2 separate regions of the Gossypium arboreum genome follow, and region 2 is linked to region 1. The links are chromatin contacts, called in public Hi-C maps. All regions are on one chromosome and are shown on one strand. The core of a region is the stretch at or near the end of the contact, and the rest is flanking DNA. Distances in the headings are between cores, read along the strand shown. Region 1 holds the start of LOC108487214 (agamous-like MADS-box protein MADS4). Region 2 holds the start of LOC108467559 (squamosa promoter-binding-like protein 16).

What was found. Hi-C and Micro-C count contacts between places; a contact is called where the count stands out from the background.
Region 2: a Hi-C map of leaf shows a contact between it and region 1, with 3 times the contacts expected there. The contact joins the promoter of LOC108467559 here to the promoter of LOC108487214 in region 1. A contact is called at or near these places in 2 of 5 Hi-C or Micro-C datasets (both in leaf).

The regions. Positions count from the first base shown.
Region 1 is chr3:24,789,399-24,795,587 of ASM2569848v2, reverse strand. It overlaps LOC108487214 (agamous-like MADS-box protein MADS4), which reads left to right and starts at 1,883. Exons shown (of 8, transcript XM_017791495.2): 1 at 1,883-2,305; 2 at 4,280-4,358; 3 at 4,829-4,896; 4 at 4,996-5,095; 5 at 5,208-5,249; 6 at 5,339-5,380; 7 at 5,485-5,624; 8 at 5,711-6,109. The coding sequence starts at 2,121. The coding sequence ends at 5,786.
Region 2 is chr3:25,300,086-25,306,104 of ASM2569848v2, reverse strand. It overlaps LOC108467559 (squamosa promoter-binding-like protein 16), which reads left to right and starts at 3,500. Exons shown (of 3, transcript XM_017768225.2): 1 at 3,500-5,742. The coding sequence starts at 5,531.

The sequences.
Region 1 (6,189 bases), core at 634-3,133:
AAAGAGTTTTTAACCTTTTCCACAAGGCAAATAAGGTCGCATAAGGAGTTTTTAACCTTTTCCACAAGGAAAATGAGGTTTTCTCCATCAATACCTCCTGCAATACCATATTCACGATGCATAACTGGATTGCAAATAAGGCCTTTTCATCAAGCTCTTCCCATTCTGTTTAATTTAGATTCTCAGGCTTTTTCTCGGTAACAACCTTTTTCAAGCCGGTTTAAACTAGAATTGCAATCATCTGAACTTGCCACAAATTGAAATTTGTCTCATCATCATACTTCTTAATTTCAAACCTTATTGTTGCCATATCTAAATGGGCTGATCTATGAATATTGAACTAGCTCTGATACCACTTGTTAGGATCGACCCTATTAAGCAACAAGAAAAAAAATAGCGGAATAAATTGAGAAATTGAACACACAAATTTAACGTGGAAAAACCCCTCCAAAGAGGATAAAAAACCACGGTCAAAAATAATTTTACTATAATGGCAAAACAAAGAGTACAAAAGATGGAGATAAAAATTAAACCCCTAAAACCCGAAAATAAAGAACCCTCAAAACAAAAATACAAAATTCTCTAAATGTGTTATGAGTTCTAATATCTAATGGGTGTATTTTCTAAGATTGTAAAAGAGCCTATTTATAGGCTAAATTCATAGGCCAAATAATAATAAAATAATCTAAACTAATTAGTGTTTGATTAAAACAAATAAACAGAGTTTAACTAAAAAATTATTTCTCAAATTTGACTGAAATAAGAGTCATACTTAACACCAACAAAAACATGGACCATATAATAGGACGCAATGATGCACGAAAGTATGAAAAATATTGCAAATTGATGCATAAAATCATGAAACCATACTAGCTATCATGTGTTCAATGTATATTCATATATAAGTATAAGAAATAACTATTTAAAAATTAAATTTTTTCGTATTTGATCCTTTTTCTAAATTCCAAATAATGTTCGACGTAATTACATTAAATTAATGCAAAATGAGTTAAAAAGAAACTAAATCATAAGGGTTTGGGTCATTTATATGAAATAATCACATACAGCAGCTAACATATGCAATCGTTTCAATAATTCCTTGCAAAATGTACAAAGGGAGGGGGGGAATTAAGAAATTAATGTGAGAACCACAATTAGCAAGCTTCTCCTTTAATTCCTTCAAAACTCTCCAACCTTCGAACTAATTAAAAATATATATATACATAGATACATATATTTTGCTCTTTTCAGCTTTTCTTATCTCTCTCAGTAACATTTGCTTCGCCTCTAATCATGCAATTCTTGTTATCATCATTAAAGTTATGGATTTGACTCCACAACTCCAGTAATCTCAGCATGCACACTCCTTTGTATACAATACCAAGATAAAACTTATTATAGTAAAAAATCAAGGCTTTATTCTTATGAAAAAACATTGTTCTATGATCCATGACATCATCACGACATGCTGCTAATTAATTAATTAAGTTAACCATATTAGGATTACGTTAGAAGATTGCAAGACAAGGATTTGTCTTAAAAATTAAAAAGACCAAGCAGAAGGGTAATTACGTAAATAGAAGGGAACAGATTGCGGAGGGTTCACCTTCTTAAGGTTAGGTCATACGATTGCCCGAACCCTAAAATGGTCAGTTGGATCATTACAAGTCTATGTACTTCTCCATTCGACACGTAGCAGTGTGGCAGTGATCCTTTTGCATTGACTGGTTAAGGTTTCTCAGCTTCTTCGTCTTTGGCTGTTGCTTGTTTCGCACCGTTGGATGGGGTTGATCCAACGGGCAATGGGTGAAGCTTAAGTAAAGGTACAAAAGAAAGTAGGTCCCTTGGAGATATAATATACCTAAAGGAAAATCCTTTTTGTTTAGGCTGTCTTATCATTTTGTTTAGTGCGTAAAACAAAGCAAAAGGTTTAAGTTTTTTTTGTTTGTTGGGGGGGGCGGGGGGGTTAATTCTGATTACATGATGGATGAAGTTGTTAGCGAAAGCGTATCATCCATGACAGAATAAATAGAGAGAAAAGCAAGAAGAAGAACAAAAGTGTTAAAGAGAGAGTGTTTGGGGGTATTGCAAAGATAATATTTTTATTGGGGAAAAAAAGAATGGGGAGAGGTAGGGTTGAGTTGAAGAGAATTGAGAACAAGATTAACAGGCAAGTAACTTTTGCTAAGAGAAGGAATGGGCTTTTGAAGAAAGCCTATGAGCTTTCCGTTCTTTGTGATGCAGAGGTTGCTCTCATCATCTTCTCCAATAGGGGAAAACTGTACGAGTTTTGCAGTAGTTCAAGGTATCACCAAAACTATTTCACCTTTTTTCTTTTTTGGTACCCTCTTTCAAAACCCCAAAACCAACACACTACTCCTCCTCCTACTACTATACTAAGGGTTTTTTTTTTTCGTAAAACAACGCAAGCTCTCGCTTCTTTCTTTTTGCTTGCTTTGATTTCTGACTTTTGGGGGTTCAAAGAGGAGGGTTTTTTTTGCTGTTTTGGGTGTGATTTTGGGGTATTCAAGTTATGGGAGAAAATTTTGAGAAAAGAGTGAAATTTTATAATATAAAGCTATGTTTGAGTTTTGCCGTTTTGGTGAATGTCTTGGCGTTTGCCTGTGTGTTTTTCCTCTTCTTCTTGATGTTAGATCTGCAATTCTAAATCGTCAAAAGACAACATCCCTCTCTTGTGTATATATATATATATATATTCCCACTTTAATTTCTTCTCTTCCTTCTTTGATCTCTTTGGTTTTATCACCCCTTTCCTTTCCCCTCTTTCATCCTTACATATATATATATATATATATATTAACTACAAGTTTGTTTTTAAAATCTATATATATATTAACTACAAGTTTGTTTTTAAAATCTCCGATCTAACGTCTTTCATGTTTAACATAAGAAGCTGAAAGATCTCTTGCAGATTAGCTTTGAATACTTTTATTCTTTAAAGATCTCTTGCAGATTAGCTTTGAATACTTTTATTCTTTCTTTAATTTCTCTCGTTCAAGCTTTGATTAGATCCTGTTTTTTTCCTCTTAAATCATTATAGATCATGTATATTAATTTCTCATATAAACAACCAAAAGCTTATTTAGATAAAAGGAAAAAAAAAGAACAGAAAGAAAGCTTTCGATGAGCTCATAAATTTACACGATCTGAGCTTAGGGTTTTATTTTAAAGTTTCAAACTTAATCCCATATCTAAAAGCAGACTTCAACCTGGTTTATTTTTCTAAAACAAAACAGATAAAAAAAACCCAAGGATACCTGTTTGAGATGTTACAAAAACAAAATCAAAACAGTAAAGACAAACAAGAGATTTCAGCCTGTCGTTTCTACTTTTTCAGATGTGTCTTTTCTTTCTTACAAACCAACTTCCTTCTTTCCAATGGATTCTATCATGTCTGCGATCTATTTCAATGGATCACTTAAAAGGGTACATCTCCATCAATGCTTCTGAGTTTCTAAGGTTTTGATTCTCCCAAAGCTGCTGCCCCCCATGTTAGGGTTTTCAACTTTCTTTTCCTTCGCTTTAAAATCTAAATTTCGTTTAGAAGGCTGAAATATTTGATGTTTTTAATTCTTTCAATTGATCTACTTGCATGAGCGCTGCTTGTCTTAATTCCACTGGTCTAGAATATTAATTAACGCAAATGTATTGATTATTATGTGATTAGTAGTACTACGTTTATTAATTAATTAATACACAGTTTGCCTGTGTTAATTAATCTCTTTTTCATCGTCATTACAAGTATAATTTGATGATTTGTAAGTTTAATTAAAAGCTTAGTTTAAGTAAGGTGTTTTGGAAACATTGGATCATTAATTAAATAATAAGGAACAAGTTCTGATTCCCAACATTTGGTGAATAATTAAACCATCCAATTTATTGTACCAAGAAAAAAACTAATTAAAGATTGCTTTCATTTTAATTACTTCCTCTTAAAATTTTAAAAATAAAAATAAAAACTTTTGTGATACAGTGAGCATTTTTCTTTTTAACAGCATTTTATTATTATTATTTTTAAAATATTATCCTTTTTATCTTTATTGTCAGTGTGTTGTTAAATGATGTATCCTCAATGGCTGATTTTTGAACTTCTATTACTTTTTTTGTCCCATCTTTTTTAATTGAACTTTGATAATTGTTTTTGGATTTATCTTTTCAACATACAGCTCCAATTTCAACCATTCGAATATTGTGTTTATGAATGTGTTGTATCCTTGAACTAACATTTAGTCATTTACCTTGATATATATATATATAGCATGATGAAAACATTGGAGAGGTACCAGAAGTGCAGCCATGGAGCACCAGAGACAAATGTTTCAACTAGGGAGGCTCTGGTAATATGCTACTCATCTCTGCCAACTGAGATTTGAAAACACTGCCTTGGTTTTTTCTTCTTTGGAGTTTCTATGCTCCCTATATGGAATACATGTTAGCTCATTAATCCAGTGTGTAACCAAACTATTCCTCATATCTCTACAAAGCTCATCTCTCCCATAGAGATCCATAACATTGCATCTTTCTCATAATTCTACTTACTTTATATTTATAAAGCATATTACTTGATCTCCCTACTAAGGTTTCTTACCTAATACAACATTTTACCTTAGAGTTTTGGCTTGGTTTTGTTTTTTGTTGCTTGTTTCTTAAGATTAGCCATTATATGCATTTGGCTTACATTTTTCAGCTAGATGATGATTGAAACAATGAAGTAATACATAGTAATTAACCTGTCTATCAATGCTAAACTTGGCTGCAAATGTGTAGTTTTGTGGGAATAAATGCAAATTTCATGATGTGTCTGTAGGAGCTAAGCAGCCAGCAGGAATATCTGAAGCTTAAAGCACGTTATGAAGCCTTACAAAGGTCCCAAAGGTGAGTGAGCAACCTTTGAAATGGCCCAAATTGTTGGTAATCATTAAATATATGATACATGATTGAAGATGAAAACATATTGTTGATATATTTGGTTAGGAATTTACTTGGAGAAGATCTGGGGCCTTTGAGCAGCAAAGAGCTTGAGTCACTTGAGAGGCAGCTTGATTCTTCATTAAAGCTGATAAGATCAACGCGGGTACTTTCACTCCATTCTCCTCTACTTTCAATGCTCATTTCATAACAGAAACTGCATTCACTAATCAATGAAAAATTGAATTATGGATCTGATTTGACTATTTCTGTTGTAGACCCAATACATGCTTGATCAGCTCACTGATCTGCAACGAAAGGTATCCCATCATCTTATATAATTTGAAAGCCATTAATTTGTTGTTGTCTCTTCCACCAATGCAACTATTTTTCACTCTCTTTAATGCAGGAACATCTACTTAATGAAGCTAATAAGAGTCTAAAACAAAGGGTAGGTTTCTTTTTATATCTTTAAGGTTACAATTTCATTCAACAAGGGAAATTACCAACAAAATTAACATATTTAATGAGTTGAGAAACGGTGGTTTTTTACAGTTGATGGAAGGCTACCAAGTACATTCACTCCAGCTGAATCCAAATGCCGATGACGTCGGCTACGGCCGACAACCAACCCATCAGCCTCAGGGTGATGTCTTCTTCCATCCATTGGACTGCGAGCCAACGTTACAAATCGGGTACTACATACCTATATCGAACACTAACAACGAATTTAAATAACTACAAGATGAATTCTTAATCGGTTTGATTTGTTGAACTACAGATATCAGCCCGATACGATATCGGCGGTCACCGGGTGCCCGAGTGTGAATAATTACATGACGGGATGGCTACCATGACTATGACACATAAAGGAAAATAGAAGCAAAAGCATGCAGTGGCAAATGCATGAATGCATGCATGCATGGTGTCCGCATTCTTTCATAAGAACATCATCAGCACATTTTATCATCTGTTTGCATGTTATTTGATGAAACAAAATGTGTGTAATGTGTCATGGATTTAATATTAACTTTCGTGTCTTTAATTCTGTAAGCACTGCGCAGCACTCTTTGAAATAATGCGGTGGTGTTGTTTGCTTGTAAGAGGGATTCCAACTCTGACCATCATCTGCTTTATTTAGTTTTAAATCAACAAAAACAAGCATTTGTTGTTGCTATAACATTAATATCTTTTTATCAAAAGCAACCGATGACCCTCATTTTTTCCTTCCAACTTCAAGTCTCTCTCTCCTTACTACAG
Region 2 (6,019 bases), core at 2,251-4,750, 510 kb before region 1:
GAGGAATTCGACTTAGATCGAGGAAAGTCGAAGGTTATCGAGTAGACAATTCAAATCGACAATTTCGAGTGCGAGGTAAGTTCGTACGTAATAAATGATGTTAGAGCTATGTTTTAATACGTTGGTAATGCATAAATTGTATAGATATTTGATTATGATTTGAGCATAATGTTATTCGACTATGCTTGGCACTAAGTGTGCAGTTTAATATAGCTTCGGCTACAAATGGCACAAAGTGTGTGAGTTGGAATAGCTTAGGATATATAAGGCACTAAGTATCCGATACCAACTTAGCTTCGGCTAACTGAAATGGCACTAAGTGTGCGGAATCATTTTAGCTTCGGCTAACCCTTATAGCACTAAGTGTGCGAATGTTAAAGTATGAATAATTTACGAAAAGTTTTGAATTACTCAAGCAAGAAGTAATAATGAAAGTGAATAAGTATGGGAAGATCCAGGTATGTATGATACCTTTGTGCTAGATGACATTATCTAGGTGAAGTTTATTACTTATGGATCGGATTGGTATAGATTTGATAGATGATTTGAGAATTTATATATATTTATGTATTAATGTTTTATGTTTATATACTGTTGATAATTTTAGTACAAGCTTACTAAGCTTTTGAAAGCTTACTTTGTGTGTGTGTTTGAATTTTTTTTTTTTAGATATCGAAGCTACCACAAGCTCGAGGACCGTCAAGGATCATCACCATACTATCGAACTCATTTTGGTACTTTTAAGATGTAAATATTTTTAAGTATGGCATGTATAAGCTAGAATGTCTATGTATTTAAGCTTTGATATGTATATATATGTTATGCCATGAGAGTTGGCTAGCAAATGGTATGTTTTGTGCTTAGTTTTGGTAAATGGGTTGTGATGCCAAATTGTGTATACTTGTAATGGTTATATAGTCTTGTATGTGGTGGTCATTTTAAAATATACCAAGTTGAGGAAATGGTAAGTTTAAGCATGAGTTAGAAGGTGCTATAAGTGAGCTATGAAATGAGCATTTTGGCATGTTGTTGTAATAAGAATTTTAATGTGTTTTGGTATGGATTTGAATAGGTTATTGAATGGTGATGATTTAGTTATAATGAAGCATGTGTTGAACATGGAATTGGCTGAAAATTTTAGTATAAATGTTGTTTAATATTGCTTGTAGGAATGATCCAAAAAGGGGTGGCAAGTTGGCTTAAACCAAGCCTGTATTTTGCCACACGGTCAGGGAACACGGGCGTGCCTTGTGGCCGTGTATGCAAAGCAGTAACCTCTTAAGATCACACGGTTAAGACACATGGGCGTGTCATATGGCCGTGGGCTCAAGTCAATAGCTAGCTAAGTATCACACGACCATAGCATACAGGCGTGTCTGTTGGTTGTGGGTGAAAGTTAGTATGTATGCCTTGTTTTAGCATGGTTGGTTCACATGGGCGTGTCTGGTGCCCGTGTGAGGCACACGGCTTGGTCACACAAACGTGTGACCTCAACAGAATTAAAAATTTTCTGAGTTCTAAAATTTATGAATGTGTTCGGTTTAGTTCCGACTGTCCTTAAAAGTATGTTTTAGGTCTCGTAGACCATCATAAGGGATGAATTGTTGATCATTGCCTATGTATTAATGTTATGTGATAACTGTGATTCTGAATTGGTCTAAAATGTTCTGTCTGTCTGGTAATGCCCCTTACCTATTCCGGCAACGGTTATGGGACAGGGGTGTTACAGATTGGAAGTTGGATGAGCTATTTATAGGTTTTGGAATTAGGGTTCTATTAGGGTTTTAAGAGAACCTTAATGCTCATGGGTGGCAGATCAATTTAAATTGTAATTTCTTTTTCAAATAATCGACCACAAATAAAGATGTACAATATTTTTTTTAATTTTTACAAAGAACTAGACACTCATGAGTGTCAAGTTCGTTTTAAGTATTATCCACATGTTAAGAAAATAAGTTATATTGTTACAATTTAAAGTTAATCATTTTACACGGAGTTGATACTCACCGGTGTCAAGATGCTTCAATAATTTTACAATAGTTATTCTAATTCAATGAGATTCAAAAAACTTAACGATACAATACATTTTATTAAACTCGACACCCATAAGTATTAGGTTAATCATAACAAAGTATATTCTGAAATTTAATTTTTAATGATATCTATTTTACTAAATGATAAAAAATTTACTATACTTACGTACAAAAAGTGAATAACTAGATAAGTGCAATTAAAATTAATATTAGAATATGTTACTTGGATACAAAGTACAAACATAATAGTGATTATAAGATGAAAATGAAAATACTAATTAAATACATTAATATAAAATTTTGTTTTTGGTTAAATTGCTTGTCTTTTTCTAAATAAGTATTTGGTACATAAATTGTAAATATTTAAAATTTCATAAGTGAATTTGAGATTTTTTTATGTGAATTTAAGTTGTATTTAAATAATTAAAATAAATAAATAATACAAAATCTTATCTCCTTGGTGGAGTTGAAAGTTTTCATCATTTGTGTATTAAATAATTATTTTTATAAAAAATATTTAAAAATTTAACATGTATTATTTTATACATTAACAGTTTTAATCAGTAAACAAATTATTTAAAACTTATATATAATGACTTTTTAGGGTTAAAGCCGACAGCCTAATGCCCCTCTCTTACTCAATCATTATTCCATTTGTTGCTGCTACTGATGAAGAAAAACATCATATCCAAAATTACAAGTCAATAAAAGTATGGGTTAATACACAGAAAATCAAAATATTACACTTCAATTTTGTTTTATTTATTCCAAAATTAAATTGAACCCAATAGTCATGTTAATGGCATGATAAAAGGTTCCCAGGTGCAAAATTGGGTTCCAATATGATATAATCTTCCTTATTATTATATACCCAAATTAATATTTTCTTTTTATATAATCTTTTTTCTATTTTACCGAATTTCAGGTTTTGGTTCAAAATTTAAAATAGAATCATGTGCTTTTCATGTGAAATAAAACAAATTCTGAAATACAATTGAATAGTGAAGTATATTCAAAACAAATTAATTCATAAAAGAATCTTTTAAAAATTCATAATTAATCTTTTAACCGTCTAATTTTATAAAGAAAAATTATTTTAATTTTTCACTTTTTAATTTTGAACTTACCCACCTCAAAATAGATAACAAAAAACAAATCATCCTAAAATTGAATTTAGGAAAAAAATATTTTTAAGAAAAATTATAATTAAAAAACAAAAAATATTTGATAAAATCAAATTAAAATAAAACTAAATAACCAAGACATCCAGCAAAGGACAAACAAACAAATAAAATCGGAACCGGAAAGTGAAACACAACACATAGGCCTTTTGTACTTTTTTTTCCCTCTCTCTCCGGATAAAAGGTTGATACTTAAAAAAGCAATTAGAACACCCTGTCACTTTCCTTGCCACTCGTTTCTTTTTTCTTTTCAGCAACCATTATTATTGAGTTTCATTTTATTATGCAACTTGTTTCTAACTTTCAAAGCTCTCTACACCTATAAAATAAGCTGGAAACCTTACATGCTCATCTCCTTTTCCACTTTCACTTCTCTCTCTTAATCTCCATTGTTGAATAAATTATTAACCCTAGCTTAGCTTTCATAGATTAAGAAGCTCACAATCCCTTTCTTAAATGGCTATTTGTTCTTGTGCTCAAAAGTAGTTCTTTTTCACTTCACACTTCTCCCCATTTCAAACTTTTTTTTCTCCTTTTTCACAGCTTATCTGAAACTATCATTGCAGAACGTGCCCAGCTTCTGCTAGATTTCTCTCAGGTACCCCTTCACCCTTTTACTTACCTCTTTATATATGGTAAGCAAAATACTAATTCAAAGTGCTTCATTCTTTTTAAGAAATTTGATGTAACTCTATACTTTATGCTAATAAAAATCGTAGGGTTGTTTTAGGGAGAAAGTTTAGGTCTCTTTATTACTTATCTACTAAATTTATTTTAATAAAATTAACATTTGTTACTGTTTGAGATATACGTGGGTTGAACCTTAAACAATATTAAAAATATAAATAAAATAGCCGTGATATAAAAATATTTTATTATATTTTTAAATCTTATATATCAATTTTATAAAAATTAAATAAATGTATTTAATAGTAAACTAAAGTGGTTTCTTCTGGTCGTTGCAATGATAACTATATGTCACGGTTGAAAAAGACCCATATGGTCTTCCCCCCCCCTTTTTAGTAAATCAACGGGGTTTAGTATATTCACCAACCTTTGCTCCAACTTTATAAAGTGAAAAAGTCTCTACTTTGGGAAATACCCACTTAACCTAAGAACAAAAATACAATTACTAACATGTTTTTTTTGGGGTTCAATACAAGTTCAACATTTCCAACGAATTATTATTTAAGCCCAATTGGGATTTTAAAAAGTTTTAAGTGTTTTGTTTCAATATAAAAAGGAAAAAGAAAAACACATATTGTGGCAAAGGCCTTTCTTTGTTTTCCAAAAATATCTTCCATGCTACTTGTGGTTGGGATGCGAGTGCCACTCCATTGATGTCACACTGTTTACAACATTTCCAATGTCTTATTTTTAAATTCAATTCCCAAAAGCCATGTTACCTATTAAAATTCAAAAAAAAGATAAATTTAACTTTAAATATCATAAAAGGTAGGGGGCCTATTACCATTAAGACCGCCTTCCTTTCCTTTCACACTCTTTTCCTTGACAAATGTATGATGTTTTATAGTTTCTTTTTAATATTCACATATTTATAAAACAACAAACACAGATAATGAGATTCATTAAGATCATTCAAATTGCTAAACATCTTGAAATTTTTAAATATAGTCATGTTTTGCTCTTATATGAATCATAATAACATGGCTGAACAGGACAATGGAAGAGTCAACATTAGACTTCTTTTTATACTTCTCCCATTGTAATAGCAAGTATGTTCATGACTCTTTTGACACATTTACAACTTTGCACCATCATTCCCATTCAAAATTTTTCAAGTTATAATTCAAAATTTCATTTCTTCCACTTAAACTTATTAAGTAGTAAGTATTAATTGTCAACGACTCTTTAGTTTGGTCATATATGATGAGTCATTTATAGTAGGCGGATGGATGGATCATTTTTATGAGTTTCCAACCCAACCCAACCAATCATCCCCTTCCTCTTGTTCTTCATCTTGAAATGACCCAAAAAAAGAAACAAACTTTGTAGTCCCAATATATTTTAATAAAACCCAACTCCCCGAAGTATAAATTTAACATTTTTCTAGATTTGGTTTAAGTCCCATTATTTGTTTCTAAGGAACGATTTTAAGAGGGGCTTGAATTTACGTTATAGTTTGATTAAGGTGATGGGACTGAAGAACAAGAAATAAGAAGACATTGTAATGTTTGCAGCGATATTGAGGTGTTTAAAGTCCATTGTAACTCAGCAGGTGAATTAGGAATCGCCAGCCATTGTTGGATTTGAGAGTTTTGGTTATTCTGAAGATTACTGTGAAGGGTGCCATTGATGGAATCAGCACCATCATCTGCTTCGTTTAAAAGGGCTCGGCCGCCTGGTTTCGGAAACCAAGTACCTTCATGCTTGGTTGATGGTTGCACTGCGGACCTCAGCAAATGCAGGGACTACCATCGACGCCATAAAGTATGCGAAGTCCACTCTAAAACCCCAAAAGTCTCAATTAGGGGTCAAGAACAACGATTTTGTCAGCAGTGCAGCAGGTAACAATTGAATCGCTTTATGCAGATTGAACATGGAGTTCAATAGATTTTGCTTTCCTCAATCATTTTACTTTTTTCCATTGCCTCCTCATCTGCTGATTTTTCCCTATATGGATCGATTCTTGCTTAGCAATGCGTTATTACTCCGAATTTGGGTATTTCCTTTGTGTTTTAAGGTTTATGAGTATGATTTGTTTATCTTGAGATTAGAATCGATAAGCTGTTTAGTCTCCGCTAAAACTCTCCTTTTTCATGATCGAAATTAATTCTATCAAGT